2 separate regions of the Rattus norvegicus genome follow, and region 1 is linked to region 2. The links are chromatin contacts, called in public Hi-C maps. All regions are on one chromosome and are shown on one strand. Each heading gives the region's core, a stretch centred on a gene start, on an enhancer-like site or on the middle of the called end of the contact. The rest is flanking DNA. Distances are from core to core; before and after follow the strand shown.

Region 1 (7,329 bases), core at 3,119-5,618, 270 kb before region 2:
AAACAGTTACAGTAGGCTTGGGAAGAACCTGAGTGTCCAAAAGACTGGGAAGGTCACTGGGGGATCTTCTGGGTCTAAGCTGGGGAGAGAGATGAAGTAGCATTTGAAGTGAGATAGTGAGATAGAATAGGCAGGCATTTCTTCCCACAATCCTCTCCTTACTGTTTCTGTCTTCCTGCTCATTTCCTTGCCTCTGTTTCTCCCTCTATCTCTCTTTCCTTTCTATTTCCTCTCCTCTCTCCCCCTTCTTACTATCCCTTCCTCTGTGCCGATGTCTCTTGTTTCCCCCACCTTTCCCCCACCTTTTCTCTCTTCCCTTCTTTCTTTCCAGTCTGGTTCTGAAAAGCTGGCAGGGTAAGGAATAGCTTGCTCTCAGAGCCCTGTTGTGAGCGACCCGCTTGTGTATTTGCGGTTTACCTACCTGTAGAAAATTTATACCCCAAATCTCCCGGTACCGCGGGCAAATGGTTTTAAATTCAGCTCCACAAATATTGACTGTGTTCAGGCTAACTGAGTGTACTTTGTGAGAGAGGTGTCGGAGAGATGCAAATTGGAAAAACCTATCCTCGGAGGAGCCAGGGAGAGGCCCCTTGGAGGAGCCAGGGGGAGGCCCCGGGGCCATGTTCCTATGAGACACATTCACTGTCTTCCTGGAAGATGCTGAAGGGCTCTCTGTCTGCCCTGTGCTCTGGGTCCATTTCTCACTCCAACAAAGTGCAGAAAGGGGCACCGTGCCAATTTTGGAAGATTGTAACAGGACAGTACATTGTGGGCAGAATCTACGGGCATGAGACTGAGCTCGGCCTGTTGGGACCGGGTATGTACCTTGTCTGTTCACTGCTCCCAAAAGGCGCCATCTGGAACTGTGGGCTTTTGTGTTTATTTCATTCTTTTAAATCTATTTAACAAGGGCGGGGGCATACGTAGTCCATTAACTCCCCTCCCCACAAGCCGTGCTAGGCTTTCAATCCTACAAGCACATTTTGTTGTTGTTGTTGTTGTTTTTGTTTTTGGAAAATGATCAAGGCAGATCCCAGCACAGTACTGAGATGGTTCAGTACCATTCACCTCAGTAGCCACCTCCCCCAGGGCAAAATGGAGTCCAGAGACCTGATAAAGTGAGATTTGAAGAGTGAGCCGAGTCAGTGAGCAGGAAGGCAGCTCCCCACCCACGTTCCACTTGTGGTTCATAGGAGAACCACACTTCCTGACCTAGGTGTGATGCCGAGCAACCCTGTGACAGCTCCCGGCCAATAAACGACGCTCAGAAACCCCGTGTACCCCGTGAGCCTTGAGATGCTCCCACTTCTCAAGCCTTACAAACAGCAAACGTTCCAGAACAGCATCTTTCAGCCCGTGAGTTGCAACACCTTTTGGGGTTGCTTCAGAATACCGGAAGACACAGTTATTTACATTGCGACTCATGCCGGTAGCGAAATTATAGTTATGAAGTTCCAATAAAAATAATTTTATGGTTGGGGGGTCACCACAGCATGAGGATCTGTATTAAAGGGCTGCACTGGGAAAGCTGAGAACCACTGTTCTAGAAGGTGCTACTTTACCTCATCTGTGAAACATATCCAGGGTACAACCCCCTCTGCCCATCCATAGAAGATAAACGGCAACTGCAGGTGTGGCCTAGTTGCTTTAAGCCACCCAAAGTAGGGATTTTCTGTCACTGTCATATAACTTTGCCTGTCTCAACAGGTACTCTGGGGAAACAAAGCCATTTTTTTTTATTTTATTTCACTGAACTAGAGACTGAAACCCAGGGCCTCATGCGTGTTAGCCAAGTTCTCTACCATTGAGCTACCTCCCAGTTCCCAAAGCCTGGCTTTAGAAGCAGTCGTCTTACTTTGGGTCAGCACTGAAAAGATACAGTCTTTTTTCCCCCCCACCTCTTACCACTTGATTGTCCCTTTTCTTGTCAATATGGGGAAGGTAGCACAGGCAAAGGGACAACAAGGTTTGGTTAGGTCAGGGACAGAAAGAAAGCGGAGACTTCCTTCGAAGTTGGTGAATTGACACAGGAATAAGAATTAGAGCCTTTCCTCCGACTGCTAATGTGGTGTGGGCAACAGGGTCATAGCCTGTTGCCATTGGTCATGATTGTACATATGAGAGGATTCTACCTTAACTTCCTAGTCTAAGAGACAAATACCTTGCCATGTCTGTCTTCCACCCACTGTGTGCTACTTGCCCTGGGCATCAGAGTGTGGTGGAGGGAGAAGAAGACAGCTTGATCCTTTTTTTAAAAAATTTTATTTGTGAGTCAACTGTCTCTCTCTTCAGACACACTGGAAGAGGCCATTGGATCCCATTACAGAGGGCTGTGAACTCTCATGTGGTTGCTGGGATTTGAACTCAGGACCTGTGGGAAAGCAGTCAGTGCTCTTAACCGCTGAGCCATCTCTCCAGCCTGACAACTTGACCCTTTAGGATAGAGTTCTGTCTGTAGGTCACAGTGGCCGGAGGTGGGGTTGGATCTAGAGCTCACAGCACAGAGGAGGGAAGAGAATTCCAGTGAGAAATTAGAGGACACTTCCTGGCAGAGGTGGCAAGTCACCAGCACAGCTTCTTCCCACTCCTTATGTCTGGCCGACTCAGATGTTGAGGATACAGGCACAGATACCTGGCAAGGCCCACCATCTTTCTCTAGAACATGGTCCAACTCAAGCTTCTGAATCCCAAAAAGAAGCACATGTCTCACGTCTTCCTTGGGTGTGTGACTTCCCAAACTGGCTTATTACAAACACCGGGTGGTTTTCTGCCCTGGGCGAAAGGACGGAGGAAGGAAATGCATGGACATCCCTCCTCACTGTGCTTTGGTTAAAGAAGACACTAGCACCCTGGTAATGAGCGGCCCTGCAGGCACTCTGGGGGATGGATATGCCCCTGCAAGGAGCCCATTCTCCCACCCCACAAGGAGATGATACAGAGCCTACTCACGTCCTAGGGGGGACTCCCCGGGGAGTGGCTTGTATTGGAGCTCATATATCTTGGCCACCTCCAGCAAGCAACTCGTTCATAAAGGAGAAGCAGAATAATACTGGCTACATCAATATCCCAATGTAATTGACTGTCTTTTGAATCACAGGAAGGCTGCCGACTTTCCCTGCTGAGGGGGAAACTTCAGGAGAAGGAAAAGGAGGTCTCAGAGGCGGTTCTGGATACATGTATCAGAAAGCAAGTTGTGAGTCTGTCGGATTTGAGGGGAGGATAGGCCCCATTAAGTTCAACAAGAATTTATCAGTGCCTCTGTGAAGAGACGCATTCAAAGGTACAATGTCTTATGAATCGAGTTTCTGTAAATTCACTTAATGGTAAAGCGGAAAGGTCAGGCTTTACAATAACCCTGCTTTCCTGGCATAAAAAACGATCTCCTTATATTGACCTGCGCCCACCTTATTGATCCATGGCCACCCAACTACGTGGAGCTGAACATTTTAAAACATTTTACACAATGCAGGAAGGCAGCGCCATCTTTCTCTCTACCTGCCAAGGGTAAGCTGGCTTGGTTTCTCCACCCCCATCCCCCCACTCCCAGCACTTTGTTAGACTTTTAGGGGCGTCTTTTCACATCCGCCCGATTGATTCTCACGCACTTTGGATAAATTACTGAAAGCTGTACCCATTGGTGCAAACAGTTTTAAAAGCTACAAACCCTCTTTGCCTCCAGGGGTGCGGGTGAGGGCACGTGTCAGAATGGCATAGCAGCTGTCTCCAGCCCGTGGGATGCTGTGCAGTTTCCCTAACCTTGACTTTAAGTCCGCTCTCTTTAACCTCTTTGCAAAAGCAGCCCTCAAGCTGAGCTGTCCTTTGAAAGAAAAAAGAAACTGCCCAGTTTTGATCAGTGTGAGAAGGGCACCCGCTCTTAGCGGAGCGTGGGGGCAACTTCCCCTGCTAAATCGCCCAGGGATTTTAAACGATCGCGTGCCACCAGGGCCCCGTTTGCCTCGGCCACCTAACCTGCTTCTCGCCACACCGGAGAATGGGTGGCAGCACTACAGCATCTTATTCGTGGTTTTCCCCCTCCCGGTTGTGTCATGGAAACGTTCACGCAAGCTCGAGACAGCGGCCCAGCTCCGCCCAGGGACTGAGGGCTTTTGGGACCCTGCGGGAGCGTGCCGCGCACTCCGGACTCCCCGGGAAACAGCTGGACGCCACCACGTCTCGGGTAGGGGCGGGGAGGCGACGCTCCGCCCCGGCGCGGCCCCGCCCTCCCCGCTCGCCGGCGCCCTCCCCTCGCCGGGGGCTGCGAGTTGCGTTTGGTAAAACCCAGCCCTGGAATATATAGATCACTGGAGCGCAATGAAGTAGCTTTTGGCGAGGGAGGGAGGGAGGGGGGCCTGGACAGTCACTGAGGCCAGGGCACCGCGGCGGCGGCACCTTCCTTCTCGCATCCCGGTCGCCCGGCCCGCGAGGAGGCAGCGGCGGCCGCAGGCGCCAGCAGAGGAGGCGGCGGAGCATCGAGCAGAGGCGAGGCGGACCGGCAGGAGCGCGCGGCCGGGGCCACGCATCCCCACACTTGCACACCAACTCCCGCGCCTTGCACCCCCGAGACCGGAATCGGGGGCTCGGAGAGCCTCGGTGAAGCTAGCGGGAGCCAGCTCCGGAGCCCGGCCAGCTCCGTTCTGAACCTCCCGGGCGCTGGTCCCCCCGCGGCGGGGTCCCCGCTTCTGCGCTCCGGACGCGCCTCCCGGACAGCCGGGTCCCCGCGGCCAGGACAAAGCCATGAAGCCGGCGCTGCTGGAAGTGATGAGGATGAACAGAATTTGCCGGATGGTGCTGGCCACTTGCTTGGGATCCTTTATCTTGGTCATCTTCTATTTCCAAAGTATGTTGCACCCAGGTAGGGGGCGCGTTAGCGTGGTTTTGTTGGATATTTTCTTCTCTCTCGCTCTGCTTTCTGCTTCTTCCAACCTCACCTCTTCCCTCCGGCCTCTTCGGGGCTCTTTACTGCCGGGATCCGCGGGTTACGGAGTTGGGATGGGAAGAGAGAAGGTGCGCTTCCTCTTCCTCCCAGCTAGAGGTTGAGACCGCAAGGAGAGACAGCGGCGTGTGTTGCCTCCTTTTTTTCCTCCGTTTCTTTTCTTTTTTTCTTTGTGTCTTGTCTACTGGCTAGGTGGCAGAGAGAGGTAGGGATTGTTGGAAGCTCTCCGGGTCGAGGGTTGATGGGAAGACTACAAAACTCGGTGCGGGTTGCTGCTGAGGGCTGAGATGAAACAGGCACTGGCAGCCGGCTGGCTGCTCTGCAGCAGGCAGCGCTACCTCTTCCTGGTTGGGGACCCCTGGGCTAGTGGTGCACGCCCGGGCGAGGTAGTGAGTCCTTGCAGCAGCTCGGGAAGCCCCAAGCTGAGCTACCACGTGTTTCAAGCTCAGCAGCAGAGCAGGTGTGGGGACAGGGTGGGTAGGTCCCCCGCTCTTCTCTCCACCGGGTGAGATACTTGGCTCAAACACCCCAGGGTCGAGCTCCGCGGTGACCTTGCAGCTGTTGCTCTGGGGCCTGGTCTGCCATCTCCCGGCCCCAGACTCCCCCAGCTAGGGACTCCAGAGCTTTTGGGCCACACTTTGACCACCAAAGTTCTCGGAGATACTTTGCGCAGTTTCTGGACTCATTCCTCCCTGGATTCTGAGCATTTGGAGACTTCTGCAGCACAGGAACGGATCCCTCCTCATGTTCTCTCAGGCTTAGGCTAAATATCAAGTCTCCTATAGGGATAGGGAGGGTCCAGGCACCCCTCTTCCGGGGGAGTCCAGAAGGAAAGTTTGGGGCTAGATGAGCGAGGGGCACTCTAGAGTGCCCTGGCCCTGCTGTTCTGCACGGCTTAGAAGCCCAACAGGTAGGACTTTCTGAGAAGGTTCTGTAGGTTGCAACCCATCTTTAGTCTCAGGAATCCCTTTCCCCGTTTCGTCTGGATTAGCAGACCTGTGCTGGGCCACGTTGGCATCGAAGTCCAATTTTTGACGCCTCAGAGAGGCCACAATAATCATTTACTTTCCTCATTGCAGGGAGGAGGGGGGTGGAAAGACATTTCTTTCCAGAGAAATAAGGTTCGTTTTTGCCTCCCGCCTTCTTTAAGCGTATAGCTAACACTTTGAGTAGACTCAGTCACGAATTTATCAAGCCTGCTTCTTGGTGGATGACAGAGCCATAAAGCTATTCCTTGCATCTAACAGGCAGGGATTCCTTGACAGCACAGGGACAGACTGGCCCCTCTTCTTTTTGGGGCTCACAGCAGTTTGTTAAGGAGGCCTGGCTGCCAAGAATAAGGTCTTATACTACCGCATGGAACCCCGGGACACCCTAGCTAGTCCTGGTAAAAGATGGCTTTTGTTTGCAGCTCATATTTTTAGTTTAATGTCAGCAAACTCCTTACTCAAACCTGTGGTTGTGAAACTTCTGAGAGAATTTAAAAATGGACTTTGTTGGCATTCTGGGTTGCAAGAGGGTGGGACCAGACAGACGGGCATCTCAGTTGTGCCAAGCTCCTGGGGCCACCCAGGACCAAGCCAGAGGGCTAGAGGACAGGCTGGTATGCAGAGAGAACGAAGCTAGCGCTGTTTAAACAAAGGGCCCAATGATTTGGTCTAGACTTCCGAGCTGTGTTCAGGCCTATTCAAGTTTTGCTGGGCTGGTGCATGCCCGGTGATTCGCAGCAGAAATGCTTAGACCAGGAATGCACGGCAGAAATGTACCTGACCCTCTCTGCACCTGTGAATTGTCCATCAGGATCCCCTGGGTGAATGGATCCTGCCGTGAGTCGGAAAAAAAGCTTCACTGGAGACAGAGGGGAAGAAACTCACAACCTGTAACCAGTGCCTCATGTTTCCAGCTCTCATCAGAATTTATTAATGCATTAATTGACTTGGAAGTGGCTGTAGGGTTTTTTCAGTGTAGCCTTCTGGAACCACAGCCTTGTCCAAGCTTGTGGGTCACTGAATACTTGTCTTTGATTCTGCCTTGGCCCTTCCCTTTCTGGTCTCCTTTCTTTTCACTAAATGACATTTGTTTATAATTCATATCACGAGGAGCCTGCTTTTCCTGAGACCTCTTTCGGTGCCGGGCAAATGCTACTTTCAAAACGTCGAGTCGGAGACAGACCTGCAGTCGTTTGATTGAAAGTTCTTCCTTGGAATTATACACAGTGCCGCAGGACCCCGTCAGTGCTGTTAGATGGGGCATAAAATACAATCTGGAAACATTACTTTTTACCTCTTGTTTCTCATTTTGTTAATATCTACTGTTGATAGTTGAGACCAAATCTTTTTTTTTTCCTGCTTTGAATTTTTAAAATAGATTCTAAGAGAAGACGAAGACTTGTTTTA
Region 2 (7,309 bases), core at 2,611-5,110:
AGGACAACAGTCAGCAGGTGTCATATGCAGATCCCATGCAGAGGACAACCGTCTGTATGTGTTACATGCAGATTCCATGCAGAAACAATGTCCTGCTCTCTTCTCATTCCCTGAAGTACCAGGATAGAAGGAGAAACTTTTCAGGGCTAAGGAAAGGGGCCTCTCCTGTTCTCAGGTCCCTGGGTATTCCCATAGGATCAAAAGCAAAACCTCAGGGTCCTTATGGAAAGCTAGAGAAACTCCTTGGCGTATACTGAGAGGGAAGCAAAGAGCTGTTCTGAAAGCCAAGAGCTGGACAGGACCTGGCGGAGAAGGCCTGTACTGTCTCAGGTCAGACCCGTGGCCACAGACAGAGTGTACCATGAACGGCAAAGGACAGGCCTGTGTGACAATGTATCAAAAGCCTAAGGTTGACAGTAAAGAGCTGCAGCTCTGTAAAGCACAACACTTTAATACAGATCCCAGACATTAAAAATAACACAGTATCCATACATCAGCACAGGTGCAGAGAGCCAGCCACAGGTCAGGGTGCCGATAGCGAGGAGTGGAATGAAGTTGAGTAGGAGTGGCGTGTGGGTGGCACTTACATGTGGCTGGCTCTGGCACTGTACACAATGCCATCTAAGGCTGCCCCAGTGCCTACCTCATACAGCCTCCACCACTGTCAGTCGGCACCGACAGCTCAGAATTTAAAGGTGACTGTAACAGAAGTGTGAGCGCCGGTCCTAACACCGCCAAGTGCTGTGACCTTTCCTCCGTGCCTCGGTTCTTTAGAATGAGTGGACTTGCCTTTACAGTGCGTTCTAACTGTAAACTACGGAGGGAAGAGCCTCTGTCACACATGGTCACACATACGTGGTGACCTCTTCTGTGTGCTCTCTCTTCCAGATTCTTACCCCATGTGCGCTGTTCAACAGGCCCCAGAGTCAAGTCAGCTTCTTATGTGATTTCTCTTAAAAGACGATGTAATGACTTTAAACAGGTTTACATTTTTAAAACTTTTTTTTTCAGGTAGGCAAAATATTTTCATGCTTTCTCGGATCTCTGGGTATAAATTACAAAAATCGCGGTGAATATCAGAGCCTTCTTAATGCAATATGTTTTGCCTCAAAATTAAATCATTCATTAAGGAACAAACGCTTTCACAGCAGACACCAAACCGAGGGTACACCGTGTTTTAACATCGCCTGCTCTGTATGAAATATTCATGCCTCCTCTGGGTAAATATGCCTTCTAAAAGGCAACTTTGTAGCCCTGGCTAATTATGCAAGTTATAAATGCGCTGCTTAGAATTTAAATAAATATGTGAGCACAAGAATATATATTTGCTTTGGCCGCTATTGCCTTTCTCGCCGGCTCCTCCTTGAGCTCAGATCAACATTCGCATGCATTAGCAGTCCTTCAGAGCCGTGGATGCCAACCAGAGGCTGTACCGTGTGAAGAAGGAGCCTGTACTGTGTGAAGAAGGGTGACTGCTTTGGAGGAGGAAGGCTCAGGAATGTGACACAGATAAACCTCAGAAACAGCAATGAGGACAGTCCTTCCCAACTCAGAACTTTGCAAAGGCTGAATTCATGCCCTCTGAAACACAGGCTGTCTCCAGGCTGAAAACCACCCACTGAATAAACCACTGAAATACTAGAGAGCAGCTAGGATTTAAATGGCAGGGAGTCACTCAGGATTGGCAGTGGGGCAGGAATTCAGTCTCCTCCGATACTTAGATAAAGCGTCTTTCTGATCTGACACGTCTTGATGAGGTTTTTGTGGGAGTGCTGCTTAGTTCTGACAGGCGACAGGCTTTGCTCTTGAGGACTATGGTGGGCACTGTCGTCTTTATCTGCAGAGGGGAAACTTGGATAGAGAAAGGCTATGTGAGTTGTCTGGTCAGGGAACCACAGAGAATAAGTCCAACTGAGGCTGTTGAACTCCAAAGCCTACACTGTCCCCCACCCCATCCCAGGCTGGCTGTGAGGAACAGAGACTGAAAGCAGCCAGGAAAATAAAGGTTTCTACCTGTAGATAAATACGAGGCACGGCCAGATCCAAGCCTTAGACAGACACCCCTCCCAGATGAGCATCATGAGACGACTTCATTGCAAACAAATCGTTCATTGAGAACTTCGAATGCTTATCGAATTTTGAAAAACAATGTCTTTTTGCTGTTGTTGTTTTATTTTTGAGACAGGGTCTTTTTGTACAGCCTTGGCTGTCCTGGAACTACCTCTGTAGACCAGGCTGGCTTTGAACTCACAGAGATCCTCCTGCCTCTGCCTTTTAAGTGCTGAGATTAAAGGCCTGTGCCACCACCACCTGGCTATAGCACTGTTGTGTAAAAGCATCACTGAGCTGGCAGGAAATCTCAGAGGTCTCTGAGGAGTGGGACACGGCATGTGGAGGCTGCTGGCCCTGAAGGATCTGCAAGACCCAAAGGCTTTAGACAGGCTGCGTCACTGGACACAAACCACGCCCAGCCGTCTGTGCTCTCTGCCCCTCTGGTTTGGACAGAAGCATGGGGCAGAGAGCAGAAGGTAAAAAGAACATCTTCCCCGTGTGGGGCATCTAATAGAAGGTGCAAGGACTAGAAAGGAACTACCCTGTGTAAGGTGTAAACGCCATCTGCAGGGGAAGGTGGGAAACGAGTCTGACCACACACAGAGAAAAAAAAGACCATCCCTCAGAAAACCCCCTAACTGCAAGTTAGGACCCGAACCCAGCATCAGATGGCCACATGGCCTTGTCTCTGCACTGATGCTCTGGCCCGTGTGGTGGCAAAAGGTGGAAGGTGAGGACTTTGTGACTTCCACACGTGCATCAGGGCACACATGCATCTGAGTTCACTCGTGACCTCTATGGTAGATGGAGAGGACTCTTGCAAATAAGTTCTCTGGTCTACACGCATGCATGCACGCATGCACACCATACGATACATAAACAAATGTCATTTTTCAAGATACAAGCTGGGCTGGGTCATGATTGCTGGCATTCTGCCACCGTTCTCATTCTCACACGAGCATTTAAACACAGACCTTTGTTCACAGACTTCACAGATGTTTGCCTAAGTCAAACCGCCTAGGAAAACACTTCTTCACTCTTGATTGTTTAGCTTCAACACAAGAGTGCAGAGTCCCCAGTGTAGTCTTCAATCCAGGTATCCCCCGACCCCCACACTTCTGAGGAAGAAGCAGGAGGATCAGGGGTTCAAGGTCATGATCAGCCAACCTTGGCAGCCTGCAACCACACCTCGAAACAACCACACAGCCTCCACCATTAATGCCTGCATAGAGCCTTTAATGTCAGTATATGTACTAATTGTTATTTTCTTTTTGGTTTTATGTTTATACTTGAAAAGTCATGACTGTTAGACAGCACAAAACGCTGCTAAAATATGCATGTATTTTGGAGAGAGGAAAAAGTGACATTTTCTTTCATAGGGCTACAATTTACTGTGCATTTAAAACTTGATTTGAGGGGTTAGGGGCGTGGCCCAATGGGCGTGACTTACTGCACTGGAGGCCTACAGTTCAAATCCCTAGCATGAAGAGATGGCTCAGTGGTTAAGAGCACTGGATGCTCTTCCAAGGGACCCAGGTTCAAGTCCCAGTACTGACAGGGCAGCTCACAAGTGGCAGTAACTCTAATCCAAGGGTATCTGCTGCCCTCTTCTGGTCCTTGAAGGCACAGCGTGCACACGGTGCACAGACGTGTAGGCAAAAAATACATGAAATAATAGAAAAACGAAAAGAAAATTTAGAAAGTGAAGAAATTATCTAATATCCACACAGGAACATGATCTAACAGAGAAACGTATGAGTAAGAGCTAACACAACTCTCGGAAACAATGACTACAGAGAAAAATCCTAAGAATGTACTCAGTGTGGCTCTATCCAGAGCACACCAGAGAGAGCGAGCCAGATACAGCCCAGCACGAGGAGACACACAGCCAGGAGCCTATGCAAGACGGTAACAAAAGGGGGGTTCATAGCTAATAAAGAAAATCCTGTGTTCTGGAGGCCGAGGCAGGAGGATTACAAATTGAGACCCAGCTTGGACTATATGAGCAGCTGCAATCTCAGAAACAACACAATGACAGAAACAACTTTAGGAACATTTTTGACACAAGGCTGGAAAGCTGAAAAGACTGTACAAAAGGACAGAATGGAAGAAAACCATGAACTGAGAACACTGCTCTTGTATTCATGGAAGGCCTCCGCAGTTGGAACACAGCAGAGGCCAGCCAGTTCTCTGGACAAGAGGAAGAGACACTAATTAATCCAGTTAGCACTCTGGAAATGGTAATGAGGCAGCGGGACAGCTCTCAGAAGTCAGCAGGCGGGAAAGCGTGGCAGCCTCAGCTTGTATCTCGTGTCCCAGGTCTGTGCTCTAACTGCACACGTGTCCCAGGGTCTGTGACTGTAACTGCACACGTGTCCCAGGGTCTGTGACTGTAACTGCACACGTGTCCCAGGGTCTGTGGCTCTAACTGCACACGTGTCCCAGGTCTGTGGCTCTAACTGCACACGTGTCCCAGGTCTGTGGCTCTAACTGCTCACGTGTCCCAGGGTCTGTGACTGTAACTGCACACGTGTCCCAGGGTCTGTGGCTCTAACTGCACACGTGTCCCAGGTCTGTGGCTCTAACTGCTCACGTGTCTGAACACCAGGGGCTTGGGCAGGAGCTATGGTGCCAGATACAACTACATTTGACTTGGCTCCAGGAATATTAAAACATACGAATGCTTCCACACTATCGAACTGTGACGTACCAGGAGCGTGATGGGGACGGACACTGAGTCCCTTCTGAAACTAAGATCAAGATGAACCTTCAAAGGCTCAGAGAGGGGGTGCAGATGATCTGAGCCAAAGGGTGACTAGGGACATCGGTCCACGCACTCTGTCACTCGGCTCAGATGTTAAGCATGCACATGGCTGCGATGCCTCTGTTACTGGTACAAGGCTGTACCTGTCCTTGTGGAGCAGAGCTTGTGGCTTCAGGAAACGTCAGTTCGTTTAAGGTGTGCGATTCTGGTCTTCAACTGCTCTGTCACTGCTCTGTGGGAAGAGCTTTGCCAAACGTTTCGCCTCTCACCAACACTAGACAGACTCAGTGTATCTTTAACAACTGTGGTTATTTATGACTAACCTGTAAGACACACCAGTGAGATGTCTGGAGAATTCTGAGAATAAGACACGGCTTTCAAAAACTAGACCCTCCATGACGAAATACTCACTTTGCAAGGATGTGTCAGCTGAGCTCGAAATGACAAATAAAAGAAGTCTCTGGAGGAGCCTGACCTGGCTACATCCCCCCATCCTTTACTCCCCTTCTCGTCCCCCCTCTCCACTCCCCACTCTGTTATCCCCCCTCTGTTACCGCCTCTCCATCCCCCTTCTCTATCCCTGCTGCTCTCCATCCCCCTCTCTCCATCCCCCCTCCATCCCCCTTTCTCCATCCCCCCTCCACCCTCCTCTCTCCATCTCCCCTCTCTCCATCCACCCTCTCCATCCCCCCTCTCCCCATCCCCCTTCTCCATTCCCTTCCTCTCTATCCACCCTCTCTATCCCCCCTCTCCCCATCCACCCTCTCCATCCCCCCTCTCCCCATCCCCCTTCTCCATTCCCTTCCTCTCCATCCACCCTCTCCATCCCCCCTCTCCCCATCCCCCTTCTCCATTCCCTCCCTCTCCATCCACCCTCTCTATCCCCCCTCTCCCCATCCACCCTCTCCATCCCCCCTCTCCCCATCCCCCTTCTCCATTCCCTCCCTCTCCATCCACCCTCTCTATCCCCCCTCTCCCCATCCACCCTCTCCATCCCCCCTCTCCCCATCCCCCTTCTCCATTCCCTCCCTCTCCATCCACCCTCTCTATCCCCCCCTCCATCCACTGGCTACCTTCCCCCCCTCTATCCACCATAGAAGTGGAGGAGACCTTTGCGGCCCTGTCAAGACCTACCTCGCAGTGGGTCACAATGGTTTGACCTATTAACTGAAGGTTTTGTGTGACTGCACAAAGCGGACAGTCCCAGGCGAGACCACTGACCCAAAGTTCCATGTCACCGTCCTTTGTGCTCTCATCTCTATAAATCCCAGTTCCTGGTCCTGGTCTCTGCTTCAGAATCAAGGTCTTCAATGCCAGCCAGGACCTAGGGAAATCTTTCTACGGAGCGTTGCACTGCCAACCAAGGCTGTCCTCCCCCAGCTCCCTGACAGACACGCCTCACCGGGCTGTGGCATGAAGGCATCGAGCCCTCGGGAAGAGCTGAGCAGTCTGAAGCCGTCAACAACAAGAAAATTGGCTCCTTACTTTGGCAAACATGCTAAATAAAACAGTTCAAGGCCCCGAAGACATGAGTTAATTTCCTTAACCCAAATAATTACAGCTAATAAATAATAATCAAAAGAACTAAAGTGGGGGCTGGGAAGATTGTTCAGCAGTTTAGGCCCAGGGTTCGATGCCCAGGACCCACAGGTCAGATCACGCCTGTCTAACGCCAGTCCCACGGTTTCTGACACCCTCACCCAGACATGCATGCGGGCAAAAAACCCAATGAACATAAAAATAAACAATTAAGATAGTAAAGTGTCTTTGAACTTTCTTTTGACCAGCACTGCTAACATTTCAGGCTGAACGGAATTTCTAAACTACAGGGAAGCAATCTGGCTGCCTGTGGAACCGCAGAGACCGACCAGGGAAGAGCCTTCCCATCCCCCCTAAAATATATCTGATTATTATTATTATTAATTTTTTTGTCTCAGCCATTTAATGTTTACTGCTCAGTGTCTCAAATGCTTTTGTCTGGATACTGTCCCAGCAGATGTTTCTACAAATGATTCAACAACAAGGAAAGAAAACACAGAAGAAAGGGTGTTAACTAACACTTAAGCTGGAAGCCTTCACAAACCCCAAGTCAAGGAGGAGCAATGGGGGGTGGGCTTGGGGGGAGGGGTGTCTGCAGGACTCTCCGTGATGAGGACCAAGGCCGGGAAGTGAGACAAACCATCCCCACACTCCTACAAGACTGGCCTGTTCTCAGCCACAGTAAGAGTAGGTGTTAGGTGGTTTTAAGCTCCTCTCATCAACAAACCGCTGGCCCCACTGAGCAAGTTCTGGGAACTACCAACCAATGGAAATCCTAGTTTATAAAGTAGCCAGCTAGGAACTAATTCTTTCCAGGAATCACACAGCAAGAGACAACTAGACAGTGATGTCCACCATCAGACTTCTATGGTGAAATCCAGTCACTCAGGCTGGTCCCTGAAGCCGAGATCCTTTAGTGCTCTAGCTAAGCTTCCCAGACAACTCTTCCAACCC

The links. A called contact is a pair of places that touch in the nucleus more often than the background predicts.
Region 1: a contact with region 2 is called in a Hi-C map of the Rat2 cell line, with 8 times the contacts expected there. The contact joins the promoter of Chst11 here to the enhancer-like site in region 2. A contact is called at or near these places in 3 of 12 Hi-C or Micro-C datasets (the A7r5 cell line, the Rat2 cell line and Schwann cells).

Annotation. Positions count from the first base shown.
Region 1 is chr7:22,627,480-22,634,808 of GRCr8, reverse strand. Chst11 (carbohydrate sulfotransferase 11) reads left to right here and starts at 4,368. Exons shown (of 3, transcript NM_001108079.1): 1 at 4,368-4,852. The coding sequence starts at 4,735.
Region 2 is chr7:22,360,977-22,368,285 of GRCr8, reverse strand. The region is part of intron 10 of Slc41a2 (solute carrier family 41 member 2); the gene reads right to left. Among named protein-coding and RNA genes, the nearest start is that of Slc41a2, 93 kb to the right of the region's middle. Within about 2 kb of position 3,860, at least 6 of the 93 cell types and tissues checked have an H3K27ac peak or open chromatin away from gene starts, as enhancers often do.